2 separate regions of the Arachis hypogaea genome follow, and region 2 is linked to region 1. Evidence: chromatin contacts called from public Hi-C data. All regions are on one chromosome and are shown on one strand. Each heading gives the region's core, a stretch centred on a gene start, on an enhancer-like site or on the middle of the called end of the contact. The rest is flanking DNA. Distances are from core to core; before and after follow the strand shown. Region 1 holds the start of LOC112722344 (GDSL esterase/lipase At5g62930). Region 2 holds the start of LOC112722347 (probable inactive poly [ADP-ribose] polymerase SRO5).

Region 1 (4,734 bases), core at 908-3,407:
TACAGTAAATCCTTTTGTATCCTATTGTTACAATCAACATTTATAATGTGCATTCATTTTTCACTTGGTCTCCATTAAGCATTTGGCTAAATCTAATGAACAATATCAAATGAAACCGTTCATTGTTGTCTGACTTGTAATGTACTCTTATTTTTTACTCAACTATTGCTACATATGGTACAACCATTATGATTACAATTATTATCCCCACTGTCCTATCCATCTTTTCCAAACCTCTATTTAACTATTTCTCCTTCAATTATGTCCATCTATAAGTCTATCTTGTACTCGTGCTAGTCGTTACACTTCTTGCCATCATGGTGATCTATTGTTTGTTCACTTAGTTGTTACTGCAAATGTCTACAAGAACAATTTGGCCCTGTCCCACTATGTGGATTGGATAGATCAGACAGCACTATATTGTCGTGTCATGTACCTGTAAGTATATATACTCAAGAAAAAATATTCTGCAGATAATCCTCTATTGATGTGTGATTATTACCAAGTTATTAAAAAAATCTGCTGTATTTAGACCTCAAAAACATCTCATCCCACTCCAAATTGCTAGTGCATTCTCTGGTTTATTGTTGCTCACTTGGAGTCCATTAAGAACTATGTTTTGCGAGTTTTATTTTGGTGGGAAAGAGAAGGAATGGAATGATTTGAACTGTAAAGTGGACTGAGGTTTACACTTGAGTCCCTTCGTTTCCCTGCCTTTCTGGCCAAAATAAAAGTTCGCACACACGCTCTTTAAGTTTCATGATCTGGCGTAGAAAGAATGTTTGCTTACATTAGCTTCCAATAACTCAGCCATTGTTAATTTCACGCTGATCCTGCAGATCCTTGTATGGTGAAAATGCAATGAAATTTCCAGAAAGAACAAATGAAGTAACTGGTCAATATGCGAGTGCTTGTGTTGAAACAGCCAAGGAAATAGGTGTGTTTTCTGTTGATCTGTGGTCCAAGATGCAAGAAACAGATGGCTGGCAAAAGAAATTTTTGAGGTTCGTTACAACCTGGACTTTGTAGTTATATACTATTAGTGGATGCCTACTAATCCACCTTTTCTCTAATATAAGATAGTCAAGATGGTAAGTAAACCTTTTATTAAGAGTTCTTGTGTTTTAATGAATATATAAAAAGAGTATTAGGAAAGAAAAAGCTTGATACCAAATAACCAAATTCCTATCAATTATTCCCTTTATATACGGTAGATGATATAGTTCTATTGGTAAAACCGTCATGCTTATGTGTTTGTAGGTTTTTTATGCATTGGTTTAGTGTATAGTAAGATAAGAACTATTGTCTTTTCTGAAATATATGGCCACCTATTTAAGAGTTATATTATGCTAACAGTGATGTGTTACTATTACAGTGATGGGTTGCACCTGACACCGGATGGGAATGCAATAGTGTACCAAGAAGTGATAAAGATTTTCAATGAAGCAGGGCTTTCTGCTGATAATATGCCACTTGATTTTCCTCATCACTCAGAAATTGATGCCAAAAATCCCGAGGGAGCTTTTCAGCAGAAATGTTTTTGATGTCACATTGTGGTTTTGGTAGGGATCTTCGATCTAAATCTATTCTATTTGGCGACCTATTATTTTTCTCCTCAACTCTGAAATAGATGTATAAGATCATATATGACAAGACAGATAAATTCTTTATACTTTTGCATTATTTTCCTCCATAGTCTATGATGTCTAAAAAGTATTGCCTAATTATTAAAATGGGTAAAATAATTAATTCTAAATTTAAAAGTATAAAAGTTAAAAAATTTAAAATATTTTAAAGTTACTATAAAAAGTAATTTAGACAAAAGTTAGACACTAAACAAAAGGCACCATAGAATTGGCCTTCCTCCATTCTCTTTTGCCTTCGGTGGTACTATTATTCAGTGTACACTTACTAAAAAATAAATTATAATTTAATATATTAACTACAAAAAGGAGAATAATAGATATTTTGAAGCAAACTAAAAAAGAAAATGATATAACGGGCAACTAAGTAAAATGTAAGAAATTGGATTTTTCTCAATCTCGTTAATAAATGCTATCGTAATTTTGGTTCGAATCACATTAATGCTGAATTAAATTTCATTTCCTTTCAGTCCATTTATCCCGTTAATAATCATCCATCAACTGAAAACACATCCACGTTATTCTTTTGAAAGAATCGTCGGGTAAAAAAATGAGGGGGCAAATCATGCTGTTTGGTGATTCCATAACTGAACAATCCTTCCGGCCAGGTGGTTGGGGAGCTGCTCTTGCCAACGCCTATTGTCGCCAGGTCACACTTTATTTTCAATTAACTTTCAGTTACACTAATTTTCTCTACTCTCAGATAGTCAGATAAGTATCTATGTTAATTGTTAAAAGAAAATTCACAAATAAGTGTCTATTAAGTAAATGTGTTTTTTTTTAGAAAAATAAAGTATTATACTCCTGACTTGATGAATAAGAGAAAATAAATTAGTAAATTAATTTTATATCACTCTTTCTTTCTTTCTTTTTTCTCAAACCAAGTGAAAATCTATATTGTTCAGGCGGATGTAGTCCTTCGTGGTTATGCGGGTTACAACACTAAGTGGGCTTTGTTCTTGCTCAATCACATCTTCCCGCTGGTACGCTACTATGCACTACTCAATGCAACTCATCATGTTCTTCATTCCCCAATTTGTAGATCCGGGAACAATCATTACAGGGGCAAATAAAATTAATTAATTAAGTAAAATATAAATAATATTAAAGTGAATTATACTCCAATTCTCTCTTACATGTCTGTATTTTATTGGCTTTTGGGTATAGAATTTGAAAGGATTAGCGTTTTTGTTAGTGTTTTTCGTCTCTTTCTCGGTCACAAGATTTAGTATGGATTGGCATTTTTAGGGGGGAAAAATATTTTCTTATATAAGTTTAACGGTATTAAGATATAACTTTAGAAAAAAATTGTTAAGTACTCTGAAGTGTTACGTGTTGGGATATTTATAAAGTAATAAGGTAGAATATAGTTATTTACTGGAGATGGTTTTTGAAGATGGATGGTTATTCCCTCACAATGAGGAGTTACCCCATGTTTAAGTTGGTTATCTCCCTAATAGTCATAAATTCATAATAGAAGTAATAGAAAAAATATCTAGCTTACTTCTGAAGTCAAGTTGGCACATGGATTGGTTTTGCTATTGTTGAGCCAGTTTCGGTGGCCTAATTTCAAAGGTAGCTTATCTGCTAACAAGGACGTGGGCTGGGCTTTATTAGTTGGCCCAGGTATGAACATTAAGAAAAAAAATAGAGATGATTCTTTTATTTTAAACATGTTGAATGTTTTAAACAACCTTATCCAGCAGGAACACTTCTTTAATTTGTCAATTTTAGACACACTCACTTATTGACACTCGTCCAATACGTATCTTTTGTGTCCAAGCGCATTTTAATAAAATATAAAATTTCTTTTAAGTATATTTAGACACACTTAAATACTATTATATATCAGTATATCAATTTTATTCTTAACATGTATTCTTTAAAATGAGTTTAGAAATAGTATATATTATTAATTATTAAAACAAAATATATTTTAAATATTTTATATAAATAAAAAAAAAATATTAAAAATAATTAAAAAATTAATTTATATTTTAATATTAATAAAATACCAAAATATCATTATAATTTATCTAAAAATTATTTTATATTATATATATATATATGTCATGTTTCGATCTCTTATAAGAATTTTAAGAATTTTAACGAGATCTTATTAAATTAAAATTCCTTTTAAATAAAAAACTTGTTATATTTTCTAGACACAATTAATATCTAATAAAAATATTTTAATAAGTAAAGTAAAAGATAACACAAAACACACAATGTTCTTCTCCACGATAGTTATCTTCTAATCTATCGTTTCAGGATTTTCAAGCATTCACACCCGTTTGAGGTGCATTAAAATCCTCACAAGACAAGTTTCTTAATATGGTGTTGCTTCCGATCTACAAAATCTGTTTGCTAAGTCCTTAAATCTAGGTCCTTAATTTTGTTTGTGTCAACCTGGTGTTGCCAACTTGCCTTAAAATAGAATGATAGGAAGAGAAAACTGGTATGGATAGGAATTTGAAATGTATTTAGTCGGAAAATTTTGAATATGAAGCTTATATATTTTTGTGATTAAACTAAAATATTTTGACACTCTTACATCATAGTTTATCAACAGCTCCGAGCCTCTGTTACCCCCATCTTTTCTTCATTAACTAAATAGAGGTTCTTTACTTAATTTTGGTAAATTGCTTAGTTAATGTTGAGCTCCAAGTGTGTTTATTTGTGTGGCTGGTTTCCTTTTTCAGGACTCATCTAAAGCTCGAATTGCTACCACAATTTTCTTTGGTGCTAATGATGCAGCCTTGTCAGGAAGAACCAATGAAAGGTTCCATGTACCCATTGAAGACTACAAACAAAATCTCAGAAAAATTGTTCTGCACTTAAAGGTTAAATCTTTTTTTCTCCTTAAATTTAAGGGTGCACTTTCATTCTGGTAACTATAATGTAACTCTGGAGACACTATATTCTTCTGTATGACATTGTCTTGATTTTCTGGAATGTTAAAAAGTTTTTAAAGTCACACTGTTTTTCTTTGAACCTTTGCTGTCTCTTCTATGTAGCTGCTGCATTGAATTAATTAGCAATACTTGGGCATGGCAACAAGCCAAGAACAAACCCTTATGCCATTAAGTAC
Region 2 (5,392 bases), core at 270-2,769, 230 kb after region 1:
TCAAATACTAACTATATTGCTTCTAGATCGCCTTTCTAATCGACATTTATCTTTTCCGTTAAAGCTTTGCTAACTTTTTTTTATTTTTATCTTTTCTTCAATATTTTATCTTTCTTTTATCTTTTCCTCACTAACATGTTCTTACCACTTTCTAAGCATTTTATGAAGGTAATTATGAGATTTTGAGTTTAAAGTTGTCTTCTTAAGATTTTTAAAAAAAATTATCTTTTTACTATTATTTTAGTATTTTTAATAAAATAATCATATTTAATAATTTATTATTAAATAAATTTTAATAATATTTTATTATGAATTTTTAAAAAATATATTTTTTATTATTTTGTTTTTATCTCTTAACCTTGCTTTTTTGAAAACGTCATCCATGAGAAGTACAAAGTTTATCCGAAAAAAAAAAAGATATATGGCCAAATGAATAAAAACTAAGTGGACAAACTAACAACCGGGTAGTCACCAAAAAAAAAAAAACTAACAACCAGGTACAAAATATATAACTGACCCAAAGAGAATGATTTAAGTTACAAAAATTATTGATAGTTGACTTTAATGACTGGTTTTGGTGTATATATAATATAGTCGTTTATTTATATTTATATATTATGTTATAATGTAAAAGAATATGAAATATGATATTATTAGAAACTAGAAAAGCCAATAATTAAGATTTAACTGTGTTTTTTTTTTTTTTTCTGTAGGCAGCATCAGCAATAGCTTTTCTTTATTTCCTTTATCATTTTCTCCCCTTTTTTTCCATAAAGATTGTTTATTTTATGATGATCTTTATCAATGGCGTTTCCATTAGTTTAAACACCACTTTTTTTTAATCATGATTATATTTACGTGTTATTTATTATCATAATATTTTTTTTTTATTAAAGATAAGAGATTCAAACTCGCAATCTCTTAATTGAATATAGACAGATTATGCCATTTGAGCTATTATTTATTGGCTATTTATTATCATATCTTCCCTTTTCTATTCGTTTATTCATTATAGAATCACATATTGATCACTAAATTTATGAGAAGAAAAAGTATGTTTCATAAACAATACTTATAATAATAGTGTGTAATGTAGTATAAGAGATATTTCAATTACTATATAAACAATACTATAGGATTATTATAATTTATTATCTTTGATTAATAACTAATTGTTAATATTTAAAAATATAAATAAAAAGTATAATACTAAATTATTATACTATTAACTAAAAATATTAGTTAAAATAAATTAAAATTATTAGTCGCACACCTTTGATACCTCTTAATTTTTTTTCCCGATGCTTCTTTAATAGAGTTTTTGATAAATAATATCATCTTTTCATACAAGGTTATTCCTAAGCCTTCAACAAATACACGTACTTAGCACTTAAGTAACCCTAAAAGATATCGATTTGCCGACCTATCTCAAAAGAATCCTATACCTACTAAATTGAAACACTGGCAGAAGATCATAAAAAAAATATATATATAAAAAAATAGAAACACTTGAAGAAGAAGATGCTACTAACACGGAACACACAAATAATTCCTCCCAAAACATAATAGACATACACATAGTTTCACAATTTTCAATATTGACCTATCGAGATAGTTACAGAAAGCATTCAATGGTGCTCTGTCCACACGATAGACATGCCATGTAATAAATTAAATTTCACAAAATTGAGTACAAAACAAAATTCACAAAATTAAAGCATAGCCCCCACGATGCCACAATTATTTAGAAATTAAAATAGAACAAGTGCAGCACAAGTTATAAAGTCCATCTAAACTTTGACCTTTGCCTTATTGCCCAAGTATGCAAACGAACTAACCCGTTAAGAAAGGGTAAAATCGTAAATTGCATATGAAAGACGGTTTTGAAAATAATCAAAGACCTCTCCATGTGAGACCCAATCTGCATTACGAAAACAGTTAGCGCCCGCAAAAGTCAGCAAAAATAAAAACACCGCCTCATTACCAAAAAAAAAAAAAAAGTTCCCTTCGTATGGCGGTTTTCCCTTGTTGCTTTAAAACACTTGACATCTCTGATTCTTTCTTCTCTTCTGACTCTGCAAACAAATTCGTGTTTGTCACTGAAGCCGTTACCGTTTTGATTTTCGTCGCTTTTTCTTTCCTCCCAAGTTTTTCATCAAACATGAACTTATACTTCTTCAATACACAAACACAATTACTTAACCTTCTTTGCAATTAGTTTTCTTTTTCTCTCATCTTATAAATACACAAATAATTGTATACAATTCTTTTGTTCTCTTTCTTTCTAATTCTTTGCATAATGGAGAGACGGACTTACGATGACTCCGCGAATTTGGCGTCGGAGATCTCAATTTCAGATTACGCCTGCGGCGACGAAGACTCTTCGGTTTCAGATTGCGAGAGCAGCGTCTCCGGTGATGCACGCAACGTGTTCGATGAAAGGTTCGTGAGACTCCCCGAAGGAGACAAGGCTCGCGACCTCGTTCAGAGCAGATTAGTTAAGGGACTAGCATCGTGCGGGTTGAAATCCAACGTCGTTTCGGTTCACAGAAATGCGTGGCGTTCTGTAATGGCGCAGGCGCGTGTTCAGTGCTTCCAGATCTTCGCGCGTGCCGTTGCGAAGTTGCGTGGCGGCGATCCCAACGTGAAGTATGCATGGTATGGTGCTTCGAGCAAGGAAGAGGTTGAAGACATTATTGAGCACGGTTTCGGTGGGAAGATGCCTCTCCGTGACGGACTTCGTCTTTCGCCGGATGATTCTCCTCTCAAAAGGCACGCGCAAAATTCTTGATCCTTATCTATTATTATTATTATTATTATTATTATTATTATTATTATTATTAGTTGCTGATCTTGATTTTTGTGAATAATTGAATTTGATTGGATAAACAGTGTGAAAAGCTGTGGCGTTGACAAAGATGGTCTGAGGCATGTGATTCTGTGCCGCGTTATCTTGGGGAGAGTGGAGATGGTGCCACGTGGCTCCGATCCATGCGGTTCAAGTTCGGAAGATTATGATTCCGGTATGGACGGCAGCTTCTCATCTCCCGAGGGGTACGTCATTTGGAGTCAACGGGTCAACACGCATGTCTTGCCTGAATTCGTTATAAGCTTTAAACTTCATCCCTCAAAAGGTTGGTGCATTCTGTTTGCTACTGTTTTATTCGCTAATTCAGTTATTTTGCTATGAACTAGAAGTAATAGTAATATACTCTAGTAATAATGCTGCATGTGTTTGATCTTTTCGTGATTTTGTTGTAGGTCATGTGAGGATTGAAGAGCCTTTGAAACCTTCTTCCCCTTGGATGCCATTCCCCGCTCTGATTTCTGTGCTTTCTGAGATTTTGCCTTCCTCTGATATTGCCTTGATTTCCAAGTTTCACAAAGATTATAAAGTGAGTGCTTCATAACTTGTGTCCAGAGTTTCGACATTGATAATCTTTTTTTAACTTAGACCGAGTCTGCGTTTCCTATGTCTTAACAGGAAAAGAAAATTTCACGGCATCAATTGATACAGAAAGTAAGAGTAATAGCAGGAGACAAACTGCTCGTTGCGGCCATCAAATCTTTTAGGGAGAAGGTACATTTAATATTTTTCTGGTGATTTTGATTTTAAATTTAGTCTAATGATGTGGTCCTTGCACTTGGGATTTTCTGTAAAGTTACAAGCACAACACTGTAGTACTGCAGTTCAAGTCGATAAGACTATATCATGGTTCACAGATGATGCTATGCTATATTGAATTGTGCAAAGATTGCTTTGTACTGTATGAATTTGAATGGCATTTGAGCATTGGTGAATGTTTAGCATTACCCGACATTCTGGAGTATTAAGAACTAGTGGCATGTAAATTGGGGAAATGAGATCACCTACCCTCAAGTTAAAGATATTGGGGTCTTAAATTGCTGGAGCAGCAAAACTGGCTGAAGACACAGTAATATGTGTTTCCTGCTCAGAATAGAATCTCTCCCCCCTCCTCCTTCTCTCCCAAGTGCTTCTGTTGAAGTCGATATTTTTTATGGTCATGACTGAAATGAAGAGGGTATCCAGTTTTTACCTGGTATTGTATTTGGAAATAAAGAAAAAGGTATTAAGGTAACATAAAATTCATTGAATTTTGAACTCTTACCCACATGGGTACATCTCAGCTGTGGATGTTACCCAACGCTCTTCCTGTGTCTGGATAATTATGGAATTGTAAAGGCCCGAAGTGAATTACCTTCAAAGTGAAACAAATTAAAGGTGGTGTTCAAATTAGTTTAACTTAATTTGTTACACAAGGAGAAAGCACATCTTTGACTATGCTCATTGACTTGTTTTTCTACTAAATTTCTCCGCTGCCTTAGGTTTGAGTCTTTCGTCCTCTTGAAAGAAATAAGTAGTTGAATCCAATATTGAAACTGTTGTAGATTTAGAGTATGAATATGGTCCCACTGATTTTTCTTTTCTCCTTTGTGTAGATTATGCCTTCTTCCTTTGCCACTTTATATTATTTTGGCTTGTAGAAGTGATCTTCTAACCCGGTATATTTAATATTTTTTCCAGAAAATACCTGCAAGCTTTAAAGACGCAAGGTCATGGCAACCGGAAAACCATCTTCGTGGACAGAATATGGTGTCTTTTATGAACTGTGTTAGTGGATTGAAGGGAGGGAGGAATACAGAACGTGATAGAAGGCCTTACTAACTTGGTAGCCAAACTTACTTTGAGGTTGGAAGTTGTTGTTTAGAAGCAGAGTCGCATTTGGAACTTATATTCTTTCCTTTGTGATACACATTTTCTTTTGTTGTTGAATGTAGTTTAGGACAAGGTCTTCGTTATTCTAGTTACAATTTACAAAATGAAATGCTGTAATCAATGATTAATAAGACACACATTGAATAGACTCCTGAGTTACAAATGTAACATCTATCAGATATATGTTGTTTGCACTTGTTTAGCAATCGGCTGACTTCTTCCCCCCCCCCCCCCCTTTTTTTTTCTCCTCTCTCTCTTTTTATTCCCCTGTTGACTGATAATGATCGCTTAAGAAAAAACAAATAAAAAACGATGTATCTAGGTGAAAACAGAAATCCCACTTGTTACTTGGTTAAGGTGATTTGGTCAAAGAGAATGAGAGGTGAATAAAAACCCCCAAATATTTGCCGAGCTCTCCGGAACTCGGTACCTCCATATATAACATACTCTCTAAGTCTCTATTAGATTTGAACCACCACTAAACCACGAGGCTTGTGATCTAGACTCTAGAAATAAGAAGCATGAAAGAAGGACTGCCATTTATGTATTATTAACTTAGCATAAATATCAAGCCAACTTAAATCACACTTAGGTATATACAGAAGTTCTTTGGTGGCATGTCAAAAACTAATCCCATGCCCTAGATGGTTTTTC

What was found. Hi-C and Micro-C count contacts between places; a contact is called where the count stands out from the background.
Region 2: a Hi-C map of leaf shows a contact between it and region 1, with 1.9 times the contacts expected there. The contact joins the promoter of LOC112722347 here to the promoter of LOC112722344 in region 1. A contact is called at or near these places in 2 of 8 Hi-C or Micro-C datasets (both in leaf).

What each region holds. Positions count from the first base shown.
Region 1 is chr11:106,801,068-106,805,801 of arahy.Tifrunner.gnm2.J5K5, forward strand. LOC112722344 (GDSL esterase/lipase At5g62930) reads left to right here and starts at 2,158. Exons shown (of 6, transcript XM_025773337.3): 1 at 2,158-2,292; 2 at 2,549-2,626; 3 at 4,346-4,486. The coding sequence starts at 2,194. It overlaps LOC112722345 (GDSL esterase/lipase At5g62930), which reads left to right. Exons shown (of 6, transcript XM_025773339.3): 5 at 840-1,004; 6 at 1,376-1,670. The coding sequence ends at 1,544.
Region 2 is chr11:107,036,103-107,041,494 of arahy.Tifrunner.gnm2.J5K5, forward strand. LOC112722347 (probable inactive poly [ADP-ribose] polymerase SRO5) reads left to right here and starts at 1,520. Exons shown (of 5, transcript XM_025773341.3): 1 at 1,520-2,772; 2 at 2,893-3,134; 3 at 3,262-3,395; 4 at 3,485-3,580; 5 at 4,547-4,944. The coding sequence starts at 2,300. The coding sequence ends at 4,687.